Regions from separate parts of the Sus scrofa genome. Here region 2 is linked to region 1. A link is a contact called in public Hi-C data. All regions are on one chromosome and are shown on one strand. Each heading gives the region's core, a stretch centred on a gene start, on an enhancer-like site or on the middle of the called end of the contact. The rest is flanking DNA. Distances are from core to core; before and after follow the strand shown. Region 1 holds the start of LOC110255273 (histone H2B type 2-F). Region 2 holds the start of PEX11B (peroxisomal membrane protein 11B).

The links. Hi-C and Micro-C count contacts between places; a contact is called where the count stands out from the background.
Region 2: a Hi-C map of skeletal muscle shows a contact between it and region 1, with 5 times the contacts expected there. The contact joins the promoter of PEX11B here to the promoter of LOC110255273 in region 1. A contact is called at or near these places in 1 of 5 promoter capture datasets (fetal liver), 3 of 47 Hi-C or Micro-C datasets (embryonic fibroblasts, liver and skeletal muscle) and 1 of 2 datasets of contacts at active chromatin or transcription factors (alveolar macrophages).

What each region holds. Positions count from the first base shown.
Region 1 is chr4:99,214,967-99,219,360 of Sscrofa11.1, forward strand. LOC110255273 (histone H2B type 2-F) reads left to right here and starts at 1,771. Exons shown (of 1, transcript XM_021089927.1): 1 at 1,771-4,394. The coding sequence starts at 2,909. The coding sequence ends at 3,289.
Region 2 is chr4:99,413,381-99,417,774 of Sscrofa11.1, forward strand. It overlaps PEX11B (peroxisomal membrane protein 11B), which reads left to right and starts at 2,023. Exons shown (of 4, transcript XM_001927969.4): 1 at 2,023-2,129; 2 at 2,920-3,035; 3 at 4,003-4,204. The coding sequence starts at 2,074. GNRHR2 (gonadotropin-releasing hormone (type 2) receptor 2) reads right to left here and starts at 1,468. Exons shown (of 3, transcript NM_001001639.2): 1 at 939-1,468. The coding sequence starts at 1,448.

The sequences.
Region 1 (4,394 bases), core at 521-3,020:
TTTTTCACGTCAGTTAGGCATGATATTTGTTTGTTTTTGGCCCATGGCAGAAGTTCTGTGGGTCAGGGATTGAACCCACACTAGAGCAGTGACCCAAGCTACAACAGTTGAAAACTGCCAGATCTTTAACTCTCTGAGCTACCAGGGAACTCCAGCATTTAGATCTCTTCTCTAGAGCAGGAGATTGCTGCAGCCCAAGGAAACTTGGAGATATAAAGATAAGTTTCTACTGTGTTTAATGCGCAGAAAATCCTCTCAAAATCACTTTTACTTCATTTTGACTTCAGGAAAATAGTCATTCATATTGACACCATCAAGGTAAGTTTTGAGCCTCTTGGGCCTTTGTTCTCAGGTTTGAGTTTTTCTGTGGTTTGGATGCAATAGTGTTTTTTCAATCAAAGAAGCATGCGATTAAAAGTCTTTATATTAATTATTACAATTTTAAGCATTGGTAACCTTACATAACTGTGGTATTATTACATGCAATTTTCCCAAGCAATTCTTCAAAGCATATGAAATAACTAAAAGGAAAAAGATCTTCAATTTCCTTATAAAGAATAGAAAAGATAAGAAATGTTAAGAATTAGAAAACACTTTATAGAAGAAAATATGCTAGCAACTCAGTAATCAACAAATAATTTATTTGTTTTGACACTTTATTTGAACTTTTAATCTGACTGATAGGCAACTTGACTTTAAAACTATTCACCAGTGTAAAGGAGAAACTAATATTTCTGGTCTTGTGTTCCCTTTAATGCAGCAGGTTAAGGATCTGGTGGTGTCACTGCAGTGGCTGGGGGATCTCATGGCCAAATAAATAAATAAATATTTCTGATCTTACTTTCCCTTACTTAGAAGCGTTTCCTCTATAGGACCTAATTAGCCATTGATGGATTGAGAAGGAGGAAACCGCCTTCCAGGGGAAAATGACAAAAGAAAGGCGGAGAGCTCTACTCTGTAAATTGGTACTGGCCAGCACACAACTTTGGCGAAGTTCTGAATCAGGTAAACGTAAAGTTAAATATGTTTTCTTCAATTGAATATTGTTTTGTCGAACCGCAGTCATAATGTAATACATCTAGTGCGCTTAGCTCAGTGTCAGGAGCTAAATAAATGTTAACTATGGGAGAAGAAATGGAAATGCGGCTGAAACCTAGGGCATGCGTGTATTTCAAAGGAATCGATTAAAATATAAATCCCAAATGTGCAAAAACACTTTATAAGTTGCTGTTTTAAAAGTTACAGCAATTTCAAGAAATGGCCTAAAAAAGAAAATATCTGTGATCGATAAGGTTATAGAAAAGTACGGAGGTAATAAGGAGATTAGCATAACAAGCTTTGCCCAGGATTGAATTCTAGCCAATGAGATAAGAATTCCGGAAATTCCTTATTTTTCTGGCCCAATCAAGATGAGGCTATGTCTATAAATAGGACTGCCTCAGGGTAGGTAAATGAAACCAGTGAGATATTATGGCGCGTACTAAACAGACCGCCCGCAAATCGACCGGGGGCAAGGCCCCGCGGAAGCAGCTGGCCACCAAGGCGGCCCGCAAGAGCGCGCCGGCCACCGGCGGCGTGAAGAAGCCCCACCGCTACCGGCCGGGCACCGTGGCCCTGCGGGAGATCCGGCGCTACCAGAAGTCGACCGAGCTGCTGATCCGCAAGCTGCCCTTCCAGCGCCTGGTGCGCGAGATCGCGCAGGACTTCAAGACGGACCTGCGCTTCCAGAGCTCGGCCGTGATGGCGCTGCAGGAGGCGAGCGAGGCCTACCTGGTGGGGCTGTTTGAAGACACGAACCTGTGTGCCATCCACGCCAAGCGCGTGACCATCATGCCCAAAGACATCCAGCTGGCCCGCCGCATCCGCGGGGAGCGGGCTTAAGGCATTTTTTTTTTACGTAGACTATCTTAAAGGCTCTTTTCAGAGCCACTCACCTTTTCAAAAGGAGCAGTTGTACCACCTCTCAGCCATGTCGGTGGGCTCGTTATGCACAGGTGTTAAGGGTAAAGGGGATCAAGTAATCTTGTATGTGTTGGTGAGGTTACAGAATTAAAGCCGACAGACGCCAGAGGGAGCATCAGGCAAAATCTAGGTCGTCATGGCCAAGTGCTGACGTGATTTCTGAAGTCCAGAGGGCTAAGCTTGCTGCTTACGTGGGAAAACTGCAAGAGGATAGTCTGCTCTACGCAGTTTTTGCTTTATTTTTTTGGAACGCCTTTCAAGCTGCTAGTTAAAAATGTTAGCACAAGTTTGAATACAGAAATTGACAGTAGAAGGCCGGTATTATAACTGGGGGGATCTGGGATCTGGGTTTTCAGATCGACAGCAGTTCTAGGTCTAGGCTGGATGTCAAACACCCGGTAGTTTCCTGGCGTTTCAACTGATAAAAAAGGGCAAGAGACAGTGCTGAGTCCCGAGGTGTCTTCCTCACTGCGTTAAGACAGGAGGCGCAAAAGGTAAAAATAAATATTTAAGTGGGCTGAGGTTTGGTTGCAAAAATCAAAATCAGACTTCCACAAGTGGTATAGCGGAGTAATACGATGCAAAAATAAAATTTAACTTTCCCTTAGCTGGCGCTTCAGATCTCTACGTATACAAGTCAACCAGTAAAAGTTAAAATCAACAAAACAGGTGAAACTACACTTTACATATTTACTGGTTAGTGTGAAATAGAACATTTTGATTGGTTAACAAGACTTTTGTTCTAAGGACCACTAAGGAAGCGAGACCGAACCTTATTTACATGGACTCCACCCTTCTATGACGGCACTGTTGGATATTAACCAATAAACACGCAGTACTGAGTTAGTCTTCATTTGCATACAGGCTCTATAAGTAGCGCGTAACCGACCAGCTTGGATGTAGTCAGCATCATTTTTGTGGGCGCGTGGGCTTTCTTCGTGCAGAAATGCCGGATCCAGCAAAATCTGCTCCTGCTCCTAAAAAAGGGTCTAAAAAGGCTGTAACAAAAGTGCAGAAGAAGGATGGCAAAAAGCGCAAGCGAAGCCGCAAGGAAAGTTACTCTGTGTATGTATACAAAGTGCTGAAACAGGTTCATCCAGACACCGGCATCTCGTCCAAGGCCATGGGCATCATGAACTCCTTCGTCAACGACATCTTCGAGCGCATCGCGGGCGAAGCGTCCCGCCTGGCTCATTACAACAAGCGCTCGACCATCACGTCCCGGGAGATCCAGACGGCCGTGCGCCTGCTGCTGCCCGGCGAGCTGGCCAAGCACGCCGTGTCCGAGGGCACCAAGGCGGTCACTAAGTACACCAGTTCCAAGTAAGGGTGCTCAAGGGACGAAATAGAACATCTACCTTACCCCAAAGGCTCTTTTCAGAGCCACATAACTTATCAGAGAAAGTGGCTGTAAGCACTTGGTTAGAAGGTTGGTCAGATAGTGATCTCGAGTGCATGTGCATTTTTTGGGATTTGGAGTTGAGAGGGAGGTGAAGATGGTCTTTGCTTTTAAAATTGGGATCTTCCTATGAGGCTCGAGGTGCCACCTAGTGGCAGACATCACCTTGCTAGTAACAAATGATTAGTCACCAGGGTGGTCCCTATCTAGTCCTCAGTGGGAGCTTTAAGTAGAGAGCTGGCCGGGCTTTCCTCTTACCACTTCATCCCTTTGTCCCTAAATGTCTCAAGTCCTTTGTTGAGTAGTAAACAAGCTGGGATTTATTTTATCCTATCACACAGAGTCCTCAATTAACTAGTCCCAGCTACTAAGGTTTTACTCAGTTTTCAATACACACCTTTCAAACTTTCTCCTATATAGCCACATGCTTTAGTATGCAAGTTGGCCTACCTGTAAATCTCAACATAGCCATCCTTCCCTAACTTCCTTCTAGCCCAGTGACCCTCAGCCAGATAGACTTTGCCCCTCCACCCCATGGAACATTTGGTAATATCTGAAGACATTTTTGTTGCCACTTAGGGGGAGGGGTGCTACTGGCATCTAGCTGGGGATACTTTAAACATCTTGTAATGCACAGGACAGCCCCCACAACCAAGAATTATCTGGTCCATAATGTTGACTCTTGTAAAAAGGTCGAGAGACCAGTGCTCAGAGTTCCCTTCCTTCAAGATTTTTTTTTTTTTTTCCTTTGAGGATTTAATCCTCACTTAGGTTAAACTTTTCCCCAGCCCTAGGCAGCCACTGTTACTGCTCTTGGTGAAAGCTAAGCAGCACATAGGTCCTGTGATTGTTTACACGCCACAAGAAAATTACCAGGGCCATGGCTATCATGAAGCTTGTCTTGGTTCTGTAACAAAGTTTCCTGGTTATAAGAACCACCTATGTGCTTCCTAAACATGCTTCTAGGTACCTCTCCTGAAGTTCCCTGGTCATGTTGGAGGTGGGAGGCTGGGAAGTGGTTTTTAGTGTTCTC
Region 2 (4,394 bases), core at 773-3,272, 200 kb after region 1:
TGGTAACGGTTTGGGTGTTTTGAAGGAAATGCTTGATATTTAGCTTTTTCCCCCTAGATTTCTAGTTCATTTCAATATTGATATTTGATTAGAATAAAAAAAAATACAAATCTGACTATGTTATTCTCCATCTTTTACTTTAGTGTCTCTCCACTGCCCTCAGGATAAAGTATGAGTTTATTATTTGTGATCTGGTTCTACCCCTCCAGGCTCATTACTCACCATTTTCTAGCCCTCAATTTTAGCTGCAGCCACTTAGTGACTGTCTACTGTCCATCCTCCCCAGCATTCCTCCAGCTTTAACTTGTTTAACACCAATCTTTCAAGAAATTATAACATCTCTGAGAAGTCAGGAAGCTTTCCCTGACTATCCAAGAGTGGGTCAGACCTGCCCCCCCACACACACACATTGTTTTTAGCTCCTTATGCTTACCTTTAGTGTAATACCTAACTGCACACTGTATTGTAATTGAGTACTAATTTGACCCTGCACTAATCTATACATTTCTTGAAGGCAGGACTTTGTTGCTCTATGCTTGATAGAGCATTTGAATGCACCTGGAGGATGCACATTATTTTTTTGAACTGATGAATGAAGGTACCGCAAAGTTTTACCCAAAGCCCCTGATTTCACTGTCTTCTTAATGTCTTCCCATGTATGTTTCCTCCATGCCCTAGAATTTTTTTTGCAATAATCCAAAGAAAGCGGAGAAGGTGGGATTAGGAGGATACAAAAAAATGGAAGCCAACTGTAGTAAAAATAAAGGCTTGTAGCAGAAAATACAAATTAATGATCTTAACTTGCGGAAGAGATAGCAGAGTCTCTCCGTTGAGGATTAATGGTGACCACGGCCAAGCACGCTCCTTGAATCTGAAGGCTCATGTGGTGCACCCAAATTCTTGTCCGGTGTAGCCCTGAGTCCCGACAAGTTACTCACCTGAGGCAAGGCAAGAAGGAAACTGAGTAGCCAGGCTGCCCCCAGAAGTTTCCTTCCAGCTGAGCGGGGTCCAAGCGGGTGTAGTACGGCTGCCTGGCGGTCGAGCCCAATGACCACAGGCAGGAAAGCTGCGGCATACATGGCCATTAGTTTCAGGAACATGAGTGTTCGACATGCGATGTCCCCGGCCAGCCACTGAACAGTGATATTCCAGGAGGCATCTAGGGGCATAACCACAAAAGTAACCAGTAAATCGGCAGCTGCTAAATGAGCAAAAAGTCGTCGTACCGGAGAGGGGCGGAGCTGGCTGGGTTGCGGCCGTGTCACCGACCACAGTACGGCCAGGTTTCCTCCAGCCGAAGAAACAAATAGCACAACGGTCACTCCAACCCGGACCTTAGCTGCAACTGAGAAGGTGGGTAGCTCTGAGCTCTCCACCTCTACTCCTGATCCCGCCCAGACCTCTTCCCCCACTGCTGACCCCAAAGGGGTGCCATTGCCTGCAGACATGGTGACATGGAAGGGAAAGGGATGGGGGGATGAAGTGTGGGTTTGAAGAGGTTAGCTGAATCCACTCATTCTTCTTTCCTTTTCAGGATCTGGAGTTGGTTATTTCGCGAACTTAGTCCACTAAAGCCTCTGAATCTGGAGATTCTCCGTATGTATTCTGGAGGTCATCGGTCCAAGTGTTAGAATCCTGCAGGGAACAGGGATCTGGTGCTGGCTTTTACTTCCACAGACTTCTCAAGCCCCTAGGGCATCCTAAATTAGGGGAAACCTTATCCTAGCGGCCGCGGCAAGAGCACTGCGGCACCTTCTCGCTCCGCCCCCCATCCTGCAAGCCCCGCCCTTGGCCTCGAATGTTTAAAGAAGAATGTGCCTCTGGAGGCGTACTTAGGAAATAGAGATCAGCTGATAAGAAGGCGAGCTAACGGAGGCACCCACAAAAACACGCAGGTGTAGGCCCAGAGACAAGTGCTTCTAGTTCCGAAACTCCGCTTCTGTGGCTGGCTCCGTTCAAATTTCTTTTTGACGATGTTTGTCCCTTGCGCGACACCGTTGGGCCGTCCGGTAGGCGTGACTAGGGGCGGGAAGTGGGCGGGGGTGGGGCTGCGGAGCCGGGGCCGCCGCTGTCATGGACGCCTGGGTCCGCTTCAGCGCTCAGAGCCAGGCCCGGGAGCGGCTGTGTAGGTGCGGCCCGAACAGGAATGGGGGAGGGCGGGCAGAGGAAGGTCCTCGTGAAGCGAGGACAGTTCACACTACGGGGGTCAAAAAGGGTCATCTTGGGCTACGGGGGCCCGGACGGACCGCGAGGGGTTGATTTGAACCAGCCGTGAGGCCGTGATTCGTTTTTGCTCACGGGAAAGATGGGAAAACTGAGGCACGAGTGGGCCAGCGGGGAGGTCGCTCAGGGATGCGCGTTCACATGAGACTAATACTTCCCTCGCCGGGTGGTGGTGGCGTGAGGAGCATCCGCCCCGTGGTTGATAGCGACCTGAACTCTGTCCCCAGAGCTGACCAGTCGCTCCGAAGTTTCCGTGTCCCCTCATCCTACTGACCCGCGAACTCTTCTGCCTCCGTCCTGCCTTCTAGTCTCGATTCCCCTCAAGAGCCTTGGAAATCTCTCAGTTCACCTTTCTGAAGAATTTCCCCTCCAGCTATCCCCCACTCCCTCACGTGGACACACACATGTTCACACTAGAAGTGCTTGTGATGGACGCCTTGCCACCTTGTCCTCTTCGGGCCTCATGTAGTCAAATCTCTTATTTTCTCAATTCTAAGTAGTGCTACCCAAACTCTTCGAGGCTCCTTTTTATCCTTATGCCTTTCTTTTCCCCTGCCTGGAGATAGAGCTTGAGGAGGAAAGGGAGTAGTCTCAAATTGGAAAAAGGGGGAATCCAGACTTGCCTTTAGGAGGACGTTTTTGAGGGGGAGATTAGGGAGGTCTCCACCTTACATTACCGCTCACTCTCTCCTCCAGGGCCGCCCAATATGCTTGCTCCCTTCTTGGCCATGCCCTACAGAAACATGGGGCCAGTCCTGAGTTACAGAAACAGATTCGACAGCTGGAGGGTCATCTGAGCCTAGGAAGAAAGCGTAAGTAACCATGCCTCTTGGAGTTCCCTGGTGGCGTGGTGGTTAAGGGTTCTGCTTTGTCATTTCAGTGGTGCAGGTTCAGTCCCTGGCCCAGGGACCTCTCCATCCTCCTGGGCAGCTTAAAAATAGAAAAAGAAACAAAAAAAGCTGTTCCTGTCCTTTCATTATTTTATTTCTTTTTTTTCTTTTTTTTTTTTTTTTGCCTTTTTGCCATTTCTTGGGCTGCTCCCAGGCTGGGGGTCCAATCGGAGCTGTAGCTGCCAGCCTACGCCAGAGCCACAGCAACGCGGGAGCCGAGCTGCGTCTGCAACCTACACCACAGCTCATGGCAACGCCAGATCGTCAACCCACTGAGCAAGGGCAGGGACCAAACCCGCAACCTCATGGTTCCTAGTCGTATGCGCCAACCACTGCGCCATGACGGGAACTCCATGCCTTTTCATTATTTTAACACTTCCTCCCTCCCCAGCTATTCTTCCTTTGTTCTGCCCTGTTTTTTGGGGTGTTTTGTTTTTGTTTTGCATGTGGAATTTCCTGGGCCAGGGATCGAACCCACGCCACAGCAGTGAACAGAGCCACTGCAGTGACAACTCTAGATCCTTGACCCTCTTAACCGCAAGAGAACTTCCTTCCTGTTTTTGACCTTTTCTTCCAATTGTCCCTCATTTGCCCTTGCACTTATCTTCTGCATGTCTCCTGAGTAAGATAAAAGAGCAGGGGTAAGAGTAATGAAGGATTGGAGAGAACAGGGCAAATTTGAGAAAACTAGTGCCACAGAAATTAATTAAAACTTGTAAAAAAGAATGAACTGTTTCCGCTTTTCTTTTAAATTGTTATTATTGTTTCTATCACTTGCTCGACTTTCACTTTCTTTCTTTCTTTCTTTCTTTCTTTCTTTCTTTCTGTCTCACTCTCTGTTTGCCTCTCTCCTCCCAAATTTTTGCTTTTCCTTTCTAATCCCCACAAGTTCTACGCCTCGGTAACTCAGCAGATGCCCTTGAGTCAGCCAAACGAGCTGTGCATCTATCAGATGTTGTCCTGAGATTCTGCATCACTGTTAGTCACCTTAATAGAGCTTTGTACTTCGCCTGCGATAATGTCCTGTGGGCCGGAAAGTCTGGACTTGTTCCCCGTGTGGATCAGGAGAAGTGGGCCCAGCGTTCATTCAGGTTTGATATGCTTTTGTCCTGCAAGACTTTTTATATTCTCCATACTGTATAGCCCACCATTCATGAGAGAACAATCTATCCCAGCACATATACATCTTAATCACTTAATCTTTCATTTAGATCTTAAACCATCAGAGAATCATGAATGGGAGCAGATGGAAGACAGATGCTCTCTCATGATGGGTGACTA